2 separate regions of the Athene noctua genome follow, and region 2 is linked to region 1. Evidence: chromatin contacts called from public Hi-C data. All regions are on one chromosome and are shown on one strand. Each heading gives the region's core, a stretch centred on a gene start, on an enhancer-like site or on the middle of the called end of the contact. The rest is flanking DNA. Distances are from core to core; before and after follow the strand shown. Region 1 holds the start of CDK12 (cyclin dependent kinase 12). Region 2 holds the start of FBXO47 (F-box protein 47).

Region 1 (6,733 bases), core at 797-3,296:
GACAAGTCAGTTGAGAAAGAGCAAAATACACTTGAAACAAGCCACCCTCCCGAAAACTGTGATCAAGTTCCCACACGTAGTAAACAGGTAAAGGCTTCCAGAGATAGGTGAAAACATTCTCCCTGGCCGAACTTCCTGCCAGGGAAGCGCCTTAGATCCCGCACCAGGAGCTGAACGGCTCCGTCCCCCCTGAGAGCACAACCCTCCCCAGGAGCCTGGGCCCTTCTGCGGGGGCCACCTCCAGAGGTGGGTGTAATTTAATCCCAGGAGCTCAGTCAGCCCTCGGCCGCTCTGCTGAGAACCAACATGGACGCTGCCCAGGCCAGCCAGGCAGGCGCTTCCCCAAGTGTGAACACCATTTTCAAGGGAATCGCCACCGACCCAACCACAGCGATTCCACACAGATCGCTCTGCCCCCCAGTCGGGCAGGCAGTGACCTGGGCCCCCCGGAGATGAGGAAGGGGGTTAACCCCTCCCATGCCCAGAGCCACCCCAACCACCCCCAGACACCTCCCCGTTGCCCAGGGCAAGGAAAGCCCCGTGGAGAGCACCCACCTGGCGATGGGGCTTCGGCTCACAGAGCGCTTGGCGGCAAAAGGGCTGCTGGAGCGGCGCCGGCCGTAAGGGCTCGGTGACCTCCCGCTGTACGAGCCGCTGCCTCTCTCGTAGCTCGAGGAGCGTCTCCTGTTATAGGGGCTTATGGACCTCTGCCGCCGGCTGTAAGGGCTGGGCGAGCGCGTGTTCGACTGGTAAGCCACGGGCTCCTTGTAGGGTGGGCTGATGGACTGCCGGCGCGAGGAGCCGCCGGGGCTCTTCCTGTAGGGATCGTAGTTACTGGATGTGTGAGAGCGGGGAGGGCTGAGGTCGTACTCCTGGATGTAGGAGGCTCCTGAGGGGCTGTCGTCCAATTTAGGGCTGTCAGACCATTTTCTGTGAGGACTTCTGGATTTCCGCTTCGGACTGTCAATCGTTTTGTAACTTTTTGGAGCATCCCTTTTCCGATGGCTTTTACTGCGCTCTTTGTGGCTGGACTTGAGCTCCCGATCCTTCCTGGATTTCTCCTTGTGCGCTTTGGCTGACCGGGACTCCTTGTTGCTACTCTTTGAGGACAGTGACTTGGGGTGCTCCTCGCTTTCGAGGAGCCTCTTGGAAGAGCCCGATATTCTCTCCTTGGTGGACCCTGACCTGCTGGATGCCTCCAGGCTCTTTTCTAACTTCCTCTCTTTTTCCGCCTGTTTGCTCTTCATCAGCTCACGGATGCGTTTGTGCTGGTGGTGCCGGTGCTTCTGCATCCTCTCGCTCCTGTCCGCTCTCCTTTCCTCGTTCTCCCTCCTGTCCAGCTTGAGGGCCACATCATCCGAGAAGGTATCCGAATCCGAACTGATGTCATCGTACTCCACCAGCGGCTTGATCATCGCGCCCAAGGGTGCCGCCGCCTCCTGGGCTGCCAGCGGTGACTCCTTGGAGTGCCTGGACTTATGCCTCTTGTGCCTGGAGGCCAGCCGGTGCCTCTCCTTGCTGTTCGAACTCCCGCTGCCAGGCGCGTGTTGCGAGGACCCCCCGCCGCCCCCATCCTTCTTGCCCCCATGTCTCTCCGGATTTGGCATTCCTCCTCCACTGTGCTCGAGAGAGGGGAGGGGGGCAATCCTCCAAAACCCCCAAACTTCAAACTTCCTCCGCGCCCGCTCCTCGCACCATCCACCCCGGCCTCGGCCCTCCCTGCCGCCAACACCCCCTCCTACATGGGGAGCGGGGCAGGGAGCGCGGCCCCGCGGCGGCTGGAGGCCCCGGAGGAGGCGGAAGGGGGGGTGGCAGGAACCGGGAGGGGAGGGGGAAGGCCACCGGCCTCACCGCCTCATCCGAGGGGCCCAGGCCCGGAGGGCAGCGCCGCCGCGGGGGCGCCCCGGGAAGGCGGGGCCTGGGCCCGCGATCCCTCCCCGCTCCCTCAGCACCGGGCGCCCGGGCCCCGCGGGCCGCCGCGCCAATCCCTCAGCCGGAAGGCCCACGGGGCACCGCCGCCGCCCGCGCCCCCCCTTGCCCGGCCCAACCCGGCCCGGCGCGGCCCCGCCGCCGCCCCCCGCTCACTTCCCAAAGCGAAACGGCTCCGCGTCCAAGGGGGGCACCCGCCAACTCTCGCGAGACCCGGCCGCCTCTCGCGAGAGCGCCCCCACCCCACCGCCCGCCGCTCCCGCGAGATCTCGCGCGCGGCCTCTCGCGAGAGCCGGGGCCGGTGACGCGCGGGTCAAACTTTATTGGGGCGCCCGGCGCGGACAGCGCCTGCCCCCCCCCCCCCAAAACAAATCTTTATAGAGGCGCCGCCGGCGGACAGGGCGCGCTGCGCCCCTCAGCCCCGCCCACCTCCCGGAGGCCGCGGTTGCGCCGGTCTGCGCGGGAAGGAGCGCGCGCCGCGGGGCGCCGGGGCGGGGCGCGGCCGGTAACGGGAGGGGGGTGAGGCCCCGCCCCGCCGTCGCTTGGAGCAGGCGGGGGGCGGGGCCTATCGCCGCTCGCCCCGCCCGCTCCCCCGCCCTCCGCGCTCGCGCGCTCTCCCGCCCTCTCGCGAGACCCGCCCACCTCTCGCGAGAGCGCGCGGCAGCGCAGCCGCGGCCGGAGCGATGGCGGCGGCCGCCGCCGTGTGAGGCCGGCGAGCAGCGGCCCGGCCGCCGCGTCCCCCCCTCCCCGCTCCCCTTCCCCGCCCTTCCTCCGCCCCGCTCCCGGCCCGACGTGAGCCCGCGGCGGGCCGCGCGTCCCCGCCCGCGCCATGAAGGCGGCGCCGGCCGGCGCTGAGGGTGAGTGGCGCCGGAGGGGCGCGGCTGGCGCTCGGGGCTTCCCGCCGGCCCCGAGAGGAGACGGGTGGGGGGGGCCCGGGGTCGCCGAGCTGGGGCTGAGCTGTTTCTCCCCGAAAGGCGGCTGCGGGCCGGCGCGGGGGTGAGGAGCCCGCGCCCCGTGGCACCGTGCCGGGGTTTCTCCGGCGCCGTGACTCGCTCCCCCGGCCGGAGCTTGGGGCTTCGTGCCGGCTGCGGAGCGGTTCCATTTTTGAGGGAAATAAAGGCGGATATCCTCGTGAGGCTTCTTCACTGTGCTGAGATCTGGCAGAACTCTCCCTGTCCCTGGGCCTAACGCCATCTTATCATATTTCATAAATACCTGGAGGGAGGGAGTAAAGCAGAGGGGGCCCGGCTCAGTTCGGGGCAGAACCGGAGGCCACGGGCCCAAACGGAAAGTCAGGAGCCTCCACCTGAGCATCAGGAAACACTTTTTCACTCTGAGGCTGCCCGGGGAGGTGGTGGAGATGTCCGGAATCCATCTGGACAGGGCCCAGGACAACCTGCTGTAGTTGGCCCTGCTTGGGCAGGGGCTTGGACCCCAGGTGACATCCAGCCTCAAGCACTCTGTGATTCTAAGGTAGCTGAGAGGTATAAAGTGTCTGAAAAACGTCTGGCGAACATTTATTTCTTACACTTGGATTTGGTGGGGTCAGCACTGGGTTTATAAGGTGTACATGCATCAGTAATGGAAACAAACCCTTCTGTGGGTGAGGGCTTCCAGCGTTGCTTGTGGCAGTTGCAATGTCGTAGACGTGTGTTTGCCTTGGCCCCACCAGTGCCAGGGTTTGTTTTGGCAGTGATGTCCGCTGAGATTTCTTTGACAAATGCAAGTTTAGAAAAAGCTGTCTCTTGGCAAAAAAAGACAAAATTGTAGTAGTCCTGAATCCTGAGTTCTCTCTGTGCCTGTGTCCAGCTAGATAGTAGGGAAAAATGAACGGTTTAATCCTGGAACTTTTTTAGCCCAGTTGTCCAACACTAGGTTTTTTGCTTAGTCACTGATCCTGTATTCCTTTTCTCTCATCAGAGAGGTATTATTCATAACATTGGAACTTTCTAAACTCTACAGAAATGAGCTTGTAGAAGCACAGGTCTGGGAGTCTGTGGGATATGAGAAGTGTTTTGTAAAGGCTGAGTAGGTTCCAGGCTGGTAGAGATCCGTGACCCCTCCAGTCGCCCACTGCTTCGTTGGCTCTCAGTGGATGGAGCCGTGCCCGGGCTCTGGAGCAGCACTGAGGAGACCCCAGCCTTCGGGTTTCAAACCTGGTGAGGGAGGAGTGTGTCTGATCAGAGAATTTGTGACAACTGGCAGTTGGACTGATTTGGTTGAGGTTTTTGGTGATGGAAGAGTCTTAAAATCTTTGTTGTACAAGAGGTTGGAGAGTGGGAGGAGTGAACAGTGACGGGGAAATGAAATTTAACCTCGCTTCTTTAACACAGTGTTTTCTACTCTCTCCATTTCCTCTCCCGGGGAAGCTTCGTCTTGAGACTGTGTTGTTGTATCTTCAGATGGTGCCCTGATAAATTTCTGTCATGCCCAAACTTAATCTGATGGGGCCACATCGTTCACAGTCCGTGCAGAACAGGAGCTGGGCTTTTCCCAGCAGGCCTGTAGGCATTTTATGGTCCTTTAGGGTTTGACAGCTTGTGATTTATCCTTAATGTTTGCTCAGCCTTAAGCTCTAGGTCACAGGGATAAACCAGCAGTGAATAAGTTTTTTGAGATCGTGTTTAGCTTAAAGGTGGGAAGTGTTTCTATTACAACAGCCAAGCTGTTTTATTTATAAAACTTCAAATGTTGTCGCGTTCTCTTTTCTGAATATTCCTCTGTCTTACAGAAACGGAGAAGCTGAATAAGATGAGTACCCTCTTAGAAAGACTTCACGCAAAGTACAACCAAAACAGACCATGGACAGAAACCATGAAGTTAGTCCGTCAAGTCATGGTGAGAATTGCTGGGATCTCCGTAGGAGGGCTTCTGAAGATTCTGTAGTAATCATTTTGCTGTCGGTTTGTTAGATCTCCACAAAGTGCTTTACCTTTCGTTCAGGCCTTGCCTTCCTCCTGGGCCAGCGTGGCTGAGGTGTGCCAGTTCTCAGAGCCCGCAGCGCGCCGGGGAGGGAGCGATGTCTGTACCCTTCCTGTCTGATGGGCCTTCGCCTTCCCCAATTCCAGCCTCCCCCTCTGCAGCCTGGCTGACACGGGCAGCTGTCAGCCCAGCGCCAGGAAAAGGCTCAAACTTGGGGTTTCAGCCAGTGCTGAGAAACCCAAACCGTTCTGCCACTTGTTCTTTCAGGATGTTGTGTTTTGTAAAGCAACGTGCTCCCTGTTCAGTGATATTCAAACCTCTGTGTTGGCTTAGTCAAACGTGGGTTTGAAATACTGGTCTCTGGGTGCGGGGAAGGAGGAGCAGGAGGCAGGGGAGAGCTACATCAAAGGCTTCTGTATATATTGTGGTGTTAAAAATTTGCCTGTCTCGTTATTATATAACTCTTGGCTTCTGCCTCTTACAAAGTTGCTACGGTTGGTTCTTCCAGATGAACAAGTTGCTTAAAGGAAAATAAATAAATTCCAGGCCTGCCTTTGTTACCTGCTTCCAAACTGTTCTCCTACAGGAATCAAAGTGAGGATGTAACTTTGGGATGAAATCTAATCTGCTTTTAATTACCTAAATAAACTTCACTTGACTGATCGAATGTTGCAATAATTCCCTCTTACTGAGTGATACAGAAAAAGGATGTTTTTCTTCTTTCTCACTAAGGAAAAGCGAGTTGTGATGAACTCTGGGGGGCACCAACACCTGGTGAGCTGTTTGGAGACTTTGCAGAAGGCGTTAAAAGGTTGGTGCGTTCGGCGCCTGCGCTTTACAAACTGCTTCACAGTGATGTGCTGTGGAAATCCTCCAGATTGTAAAAGCAAGCAAGGTTCTTGCTAGCCCATTGCACTGCTTCCCTAGCAGATCTGTGCTCTCCTTTACGTAAGCACGTGTGTCTCAGGGCCAGGCAGCACCACTCGAGGTTGCCCCTGTTACTGTTGGAAAGGCCCACGCCTGAATTCCACTCGTGGAAAAAAAACATCCGTCCCCTCTTTGCAGTTCTGAGAACGTTTGGTTTTCTCTATTCAAATCGTTCTGCCTCTGTTTTGGGTACAGATAATGTGTGTAGTTGCACATGCGAAGGTGTGAGCAGACATGTGAGGGAGTAACTACTCGAGATTGGTTTTAATGCTGACGTCTTACGCCTGGGGAAATGTCAAATCATTTCACTAAGGCTTGTTTTCTGCTTTCTCCATCCAGTATCTTCTCTGCCTGCCATGACAGATCGCTTGGAGTCTATAGCCAGACAAAATGGGTAGGTCCTCTCCTTTATTTTATGGCAGAGGCTTTTCCTGTTTATCTGTACACGTCGTAATCTCACGGCGGGTTTGATTATTTTTTGTGTGCATCTCAGAGCAATTTTTGTTTTGTTTTGTTTGTAAGCCTTGGATCTCACCTTAGTGCGAACGGCACTGAATGTTACATCACTTCAGACATGTTCTACGTGGAAGTGCAGTTAGATCCCACAGGGCTGCTGTGTGATGTCAAGGTGGCTCACCATGGAGAAAACCCTGTGGTATGTATTACTGACAAAGCTGAGGGTAATGTCTTTGTGTCTTTCAAACTGCATTTTGGGTCCCTTTTGTCTGAGCAGAGGAAATGGGTGGTGGTGAATGTTCCCCTAGACGCAGCATTACTCCTTTGCCGCTTGTTCTAGCGGAAGGTGAAAGCCTCCACGGAGCAGTCTGTTCTCCTGGGTTAATCTGATCAATAGTGTGTGCAAGGACCCTTCATCTGATGGTCTCTCTTTTTCTCCGAGTGGTTTTATAACTGAGGAAGTTATCGCTGTGGTTCTGAGAATTTTATTTCTGGAGGA
Region 2 (6,324 bases), core at 1,109-3,608, 140 kb after region 1:
GAGTAAACAACCTTTTGCAATAAATGTTTGCCAAATGCTAACACAGGGCTCAGAGAAATATCAGGACAAAAGTGCATCCATTAGCAGGAGTTTAGCGACTGCTTAAGGACAAGAAACATTCTAGAGGGGGGTTGAAAGTTGATGCTTTCTGCCTTGTAAACAAATTAGCTTATAGCAACAAACAAGATGACCCTTCTTGGCTAATATTATGAGTTTAGCTTGTTAAATATTTAACATTTACCTTTCAATTTCCAGTCTGGATTAAGCAGTTCTCTAAACAAGTGGTATCCCAGCAGCAGATGGAGATGCACAGACCATTGCCCAGCTCTGGCTGAACTCCCCAAGAAATAAAAAACACGTTAAGTCAAAGAGGAAGCAAATGGGAGCTTTCAGTAAAGTCTCTAAGCTTTGGCTTTGAAACTCACTGCTTGTACTCATTTTTATTTACATTAATTTCATCTAGCTCTGCTCTAAATTAAAATAGTGGTAGTCAATTCAACTTCAATCAAATTGAACAGAAACGGACTGGAACTGGCTGAGTACTTCTGAAAACCTCCCTTGTTTTTCTTCCATATAACACAATTGCAGACCCAAGGTAAGATTTAAAAAAAAAAAAAACCACAAACCCACTTGACGATGCCATAAAACCTTACAGTACAGTCCTGCTGAAGACAATAAGGGGAGTGGAGGAGGAAAAGAAAGCATCACAGGATTGCAAATGTATTTCTAAAGTATGAATCGGACACATGCATCAGATTTAGCCTGTCTTGAACAAAGTTTCGTGGTGCCCTGTTTATAAGCAGGAGTGGAGTGGCTTTCTATGTTGCGTCTTGAATCCACAGTTGTGTGTATAAAATTTCCACTGATTTCAGACTTTTCTTTCTTTGCTTCTAGAAGGTAAACATTTTCCTTCATATAACCATATGTTTATCTATAGGTGGTTTCTTGATTGTTCTTAAGGGTGTCACATCAATTTTCTGTCTCTTGCCTGAGCAGCATAAAAGTCTAATGAAACACTAATTTTAGGAGCAGTTACATTCGCTCATGAGCCTCGTCGAAGTTTAAACTATAAGCTTCTTTAGCTAGCTAGAATTATACCGTACCTAAATTAAAAATGCTTCCAGTGAAGTATAACTTCCTTAAACGTACAATGCAAACTATCCAGCACACAAGCAGAAGTCAGCCAAGCCCATTTGTAAGGCTGTTAATGAAATGCCCCGTATTCTCTCAGTTGTCTGTACAAACAGTGCTCCCATTGTGGATGTGGTAATTTTGCTCAGTGGCATATTAGAGAGGTCTGGCTTGCGTGCTTTCGTAATAAATATGAAGGATGTTTGGAACTTGTTTTCTGTAATTTTTGTAAATTTTTAATCTTTGAAACAATGAGTCTATTCTCTGACTGTATTTCCCACTGATGGTAACTGGGATGTTGCACTGCAGCTTGGACGGGTTCCAGATACGTTACTACCAGTGCTGCCAGCTCTTGTAATTATACTGCAGCACTCATTCTCTTTGGCAATTTCCCTAAAGCCTCAGCTGCTGGAGTCAAGAAGTAGTGTGAAAAATCTCAGTTTAAAAAAAATATTTAAGAGGTAGTGAGTCACTAACTCATTGTTGCCTGACATCGTGAAGTGTACCTATTCTAGAGACTCCGAAACCAGAAGGCAAATCAAAAGAAAGTATTTATCGATCTTTTAAAACTCATTATTTTTCAGACCCTCATCAATTTGGCAAAGCCTGGGTCACTGGGGTTTATTTAGATAGCAATACTATATCATTTCTGTGGATATCACACAGATAGTCATTATATGAAATTAGCCATGTATCAACTTAAATGCTGCAGGAAAAAATGGTTTGAAGGACCACTTTGTTACTTTTAATCTTGTTTTTGGTCACATGCAAGCGTGTGTATAAGCAGTTATCACTCTAATGACATTTCAGCAGCATCCCTATAACTTTTTTCTGTTCTGTTGAATAATTAGTGTAACAAGGTAAAATAATACTGATAATTATTCTAGCTTGTACCATCATTTATACTCCCTTAAGAGTTTCCTTTCAGAATTATTTTCCCAACTTTCTGATATCACCAGTGCTTTTATTTTTTCCTTCTCTAAGATCAGCTGAATACTCCATTCTCTGAGACATGGATTTAGAAAATCATGTAGTAAATTGCATGTCATTGCACTAAATTCAAACAAAAATTTATCCTACGCATATGACAAGATTTTCACACTCCATCACTGTGACTACAGTGCGGTGATTTCCTCTTAGCCTAGCTCTGGGTATAGTATTTTCCTCTTCTGAAAATAGGACTTCCATATTTTCTCTTCAGGTTAGATTTGTTGGACTAACAGAACAATGACATCCACTGCACGGACCAGCTGCACTTTGATTCCCAACCGAAAATACAGACGCAGCAACCGTCACTCCAGGCAGTGCTGGAACATCTTGGGCACAGATTCCCAATCTCTGTCAACACTTGACTATTTCCAAACGCTTCCACTAGAGATCTTTCAAATGGTATTGAATTATCTCTCAGGTGAGAATCTGATAAGAAAGGTATTACTTCCAATATCTGAAAATTGCCACAAAAGTTTTCCATTTAGAAAAAGCTATTATTATTTAAACCGTTTTAGCTGTTAGCTAGTTGAAGTCATTTAATGTGACTCATTCTCTGTATTTTCAGCTTTTATGTATGAAGAACCAAATGACCAAAATTTAAATTATAATTACAAACTATTTGAAGTGCTTTTTGCCTATTATGTGTGAAAAGTGTTCCTTAGATCTATCCATTTCTAATTACTACAGTTTGTTGGCAAAGGAGATAAACAGTAATTAATTTTTGTTTTATTTGTGAATCTTATTGCTCAGCCTATTTTTCAAGTAAGATAAAGATAGTGACTAGTGATCAGCATTTTTCTTGCAGTAAAGATTTACAGGTATACTGGGTTTTGCTTTTTCAGTGAAGGATATCAGCGTGCTGAGCATGGTGTCGAAAACCATCAGCAACAACCTTATTAATTACATCTCAACCTCATCAGGAAACCGAAGGCTCTTACTGCAAGACTTTCATAACCTTGAGCTACCTGGCAAGAGAGAAGGATCCTATATTTTAGAGCACTACAAATCTCTAGGTGATACTTTAATGCAAATGGAACAATTAGGGGAGAACCAAGCTCAGTTAAAAGGTTTCTTCTGTTATATGCATCGATCAGTAAAATGCTGAGGATACGGCCCAAATCATTTGTGCAGCTCTCTCTGAAAGTGAAGTTCCTCCCCATGCCAAATAGCCCCCTCAAATAGCATTAACTGGTGGGGAGAGGTGGGAGGAATTACCTGAAATTATTCCAAAACCTCATAGTTATGGAAAAAATAATGTATGTTCTGCCTCCTCTATGTTTATTTTTTCCTATTAAATGGCAAGCAGGGGTTGGGCAGAGGATCAGTTCTCAGTAGTAGGTGTTTCCAAATTTAGTTTGTTTGGACACCGTTACTGGAAACTGCAGCAGAAACCACGAGTCCCAGGCCCCACACTGGCTGGAGGAATTTGGCTGTCCAGGCCGCCTTCATGGATCACTTCGGAGGAGCTCGCATTCCTCAGTCTGGGAAATGCAGCCGCAGTGCTTAAACCCAGCCTAATTCTGAAGTGACCAGCAACAGTTGCCATCAGAAAGGCTGCTTGATAGTCTGCTGGAGACGTATTGCAGATCACATTCCACTGCTTAGAAAAGGAGTATGCTCGTCACAAAAATGTTATCACAGTTGTCCGTGACTAGCATTCTCCCTGGCAGCTTCGTATCAAAGGCTGAAATGGGCGTAGAGAACACATTTTCCTCTTGCTCTTAGCTTAAGGGCAATGTAAAAATGTCTGTGCTTTTGCTGTCATGGTATGGTGAGTGCGAAGAAAACCTTTCTGGGTGAAAAGATTCACTTGTTCTTTCTTTCAGCTCCTCAGACTTCTGGTGTAGCGTGGTAGAAACCTGCATCGGAATAACATGGGTGCAATAGTAATGAGTGCTGTACAGCCTCAAATCCAAAACCGTTTGCTTATTAACTTTTCTGCTAATTTTTAAAACTCATAGATTCTAATTCATTCTAAAGCATCCTATCAGAGAAGAACATTAAACAATTTGATCCATATCTATTTACTTTTACCTGTCTGATTAAAAAAAAACGTTGTTTGTTTGACAGAGAAATAAAACAGAGCCAGGGTCAGATGCAGAATTATAAGTATGGTTTGAGCTGAAGTCGTGAAATAAAGGCATTCACAGAGTAAAGGAACACTGTTAAAGCCATTTAGACCAAAACCCTCCTACTGTAAGCAATCCATGTAGGTTTTTTTAGGTATCTTAAAATAATCTTAGGGGTTTATTTTTAAAATGAAGCCTGAAACCCTACAATTCTTCAAAAAAAAAAAAATTAAACATTAGTTTGGGCTTTCTAGTAGCCCCATACAAAATGGCAACTTATTTAAATGTAGGTGTGAGCCCATCATTATGGTAGGCCAGTAGCAAACCCATGACATACTCAAAACATAAAGCTCTTTGGCAATATCTGTGTCATCACTGGAAGGCTCAAGAGAACGTTTCTGTTAAGAGGTCAGTTGCAAAATCAGTATTTACTTTACAGCGGGAAAGACTGGACTCAACGGCAAAAATTTGTTCAGAGAGCCTGGACGGGGTCTACGTATTACATAAATCTCACTTAAACTCAGAGGGGTCTGGCTCCACTCAAGTCCATGGCAAAATCTTGCAGGACTTGTAATGGGGTCAGAATTTCAGTCATTGTTTAAAATGTGAGTTATAAATGATGGTGGCACTGTCCTTCCGCACAGGGGGGATTTGGCTGTACAAAACCCGGAGCAGTCTGTTTTGCTCAACCCTTTGTACTCAAACAGTTTTTTCCCCACGCTGATGGCTGTATTCTGCTCTGCAGCTACGCTGTCTGAACAGTTTCAACTGTTCTTCAGGGAGTTCTCTCCAAAGTCTCATCTAGTCACTAGAAAATTGACTTGACTGAGCTTTGGACCATGTCCTAGGCTAATGAATAAATTATGTCTGTCATGTAGGAATGCTAACACGCTTCTAAATAAGGGAAGAGTCGATTTAGAACCAAAGGAAATGCATAAAGTACTTTTTGATATTGAAGAAGTTACGTATTTTTTAGGAGACTGACAATGAAAAAAAAAAGTCCCATCCCACACCCCCACACCCCCCCCCAAGTAAATGCATTTCTGTGGATTTCTTGATTACTTAACAGACAATATATATATATATTTTATTCTGGTAAAAGCAAGCTGTTAACCCATTTGCTATCAGTAGTGTAGAAAAGAAAGCTGCTTAACAAACAGCTGTTCCACACTATAACGGACTCCAGACTTTGACATCCTAAACACATACCATTTCGGTCCTGTATAGGAAAATAATTTTACCTCTTAGCTATGTTTTACATTAAGACAGTTTAGAATATTTTCAGAGCATGTGGCTATCTTGAAAAAATTTTGGAATCTCAGCTTTCCATGATGTAAGGGGAAAACCAGCATTCCCCAGGGTACTGTTAAAAGAGGTGCAACAAGCAACATTTATTTCCAATATTTTTAACAGCTGTAATTCCAAAACCAATACAGTAATTTTTAATAAAGCTCCAACTGTGACTAACAGAGACTTTAAAACAACACAACAAACAAGTTACGGCGTAGGAAGCCTACTTACTCCCCGACAACGTTTTTTCAGGGGAAGATGCCCCCATTACAAAAGCCCTTCCCCAGAGCACAGGGTGCTCTTGTGTCACCCCCTTTGCGGGGCAGCAGCAGCTTCTTCTGAGCAGCGGGTGCAGGTGTGGGATGTGAATGCTCCAGGTAATTCAGGGACGTACGTGTCGTGTGTGCATACTCACAGTCGTGTATGTGTTCCTTCTGTTCACAGGGTTGTTGCTTAAAAGATGCACATTTCTATTGCCTACAAAAGATCGGCTCAAGTATGTACACAAGATTCTCTCGGAAGTAAGTTCACGTCCCTTTTCACTGGTGTTTGGAATTGTCCCTTGCATTTACAATACCGTTTCTAGAAGGCAACTGCTGGTTGAATTTTGCCTTTTACTGTCCCTTTGCTGGAGTTTATTACTACTGTGTGATGAATTTATGGATTTGAAAACGCTCTCATTTTAATAACAATAGAAAAGTCAGCATACTGAACACAGGCCAGTTCTTCTGAGATTCCATATTCCCCAGTCAGTGGTTTTCAACTTTCCTTCAGTTTGTGGACTACTAGAAATTCTGCAGTGGAAGAGCACAGGTCTTCGCAGAAATCTTATTTTTCCAAAACC

Evidence for each region. Hi-C and Micro-C count contacts between places; a contact is called where the count stands out from the background.
Region 2: a contact with region 1 is called in a Hi-C map of heart, with 2.2 times the contacts expected there. The contact joins the promoter of FBXO47 here to the promoter of CDK12 in region 1. A contact is called at or near these places in 2 of 2 Hi-C or Micro-C datasets (heart and liver).

What each region holds. Positions count from the first base shown.
Region 1 is chr25:1,543,010-1,549,742 of bAthNoc1.hap1.1, forward strand. It overlaps CDK12 (cyclin dependent kinase 12), which reads right to left and starts at 2,047. Exons shown (of 14, transcript XM_074926658.1): 1 at 556-2,047. The coding sequence starts at 1,607. It overlaps MED1 (mediator complex subunit 1), which reads left to right and starts at 2,648. Exons shown (of 17, transcript XM_074926656.1): 1 at 2,648-2,786; 2 at 4,661-4,767; 3 at 5,584-5,662; 4 at 6,118-6,172; 5 at 6,301-6,433. The coding sequence starts at 2,759.
Region 2 is chr25:1,679,299-1,685,622 of bAthNoc1.hap1.1, forward strand. It overlaps FBXO47 (F-box protein 47), which reads left to right and starts at 2,359. Exons shown (of 10, transcript XM_074926968.1): 1 at 2,359-2,539; 2 at 2,964-3,134; 3 at 5,925-6,001. The coding sequence starts at 2,359.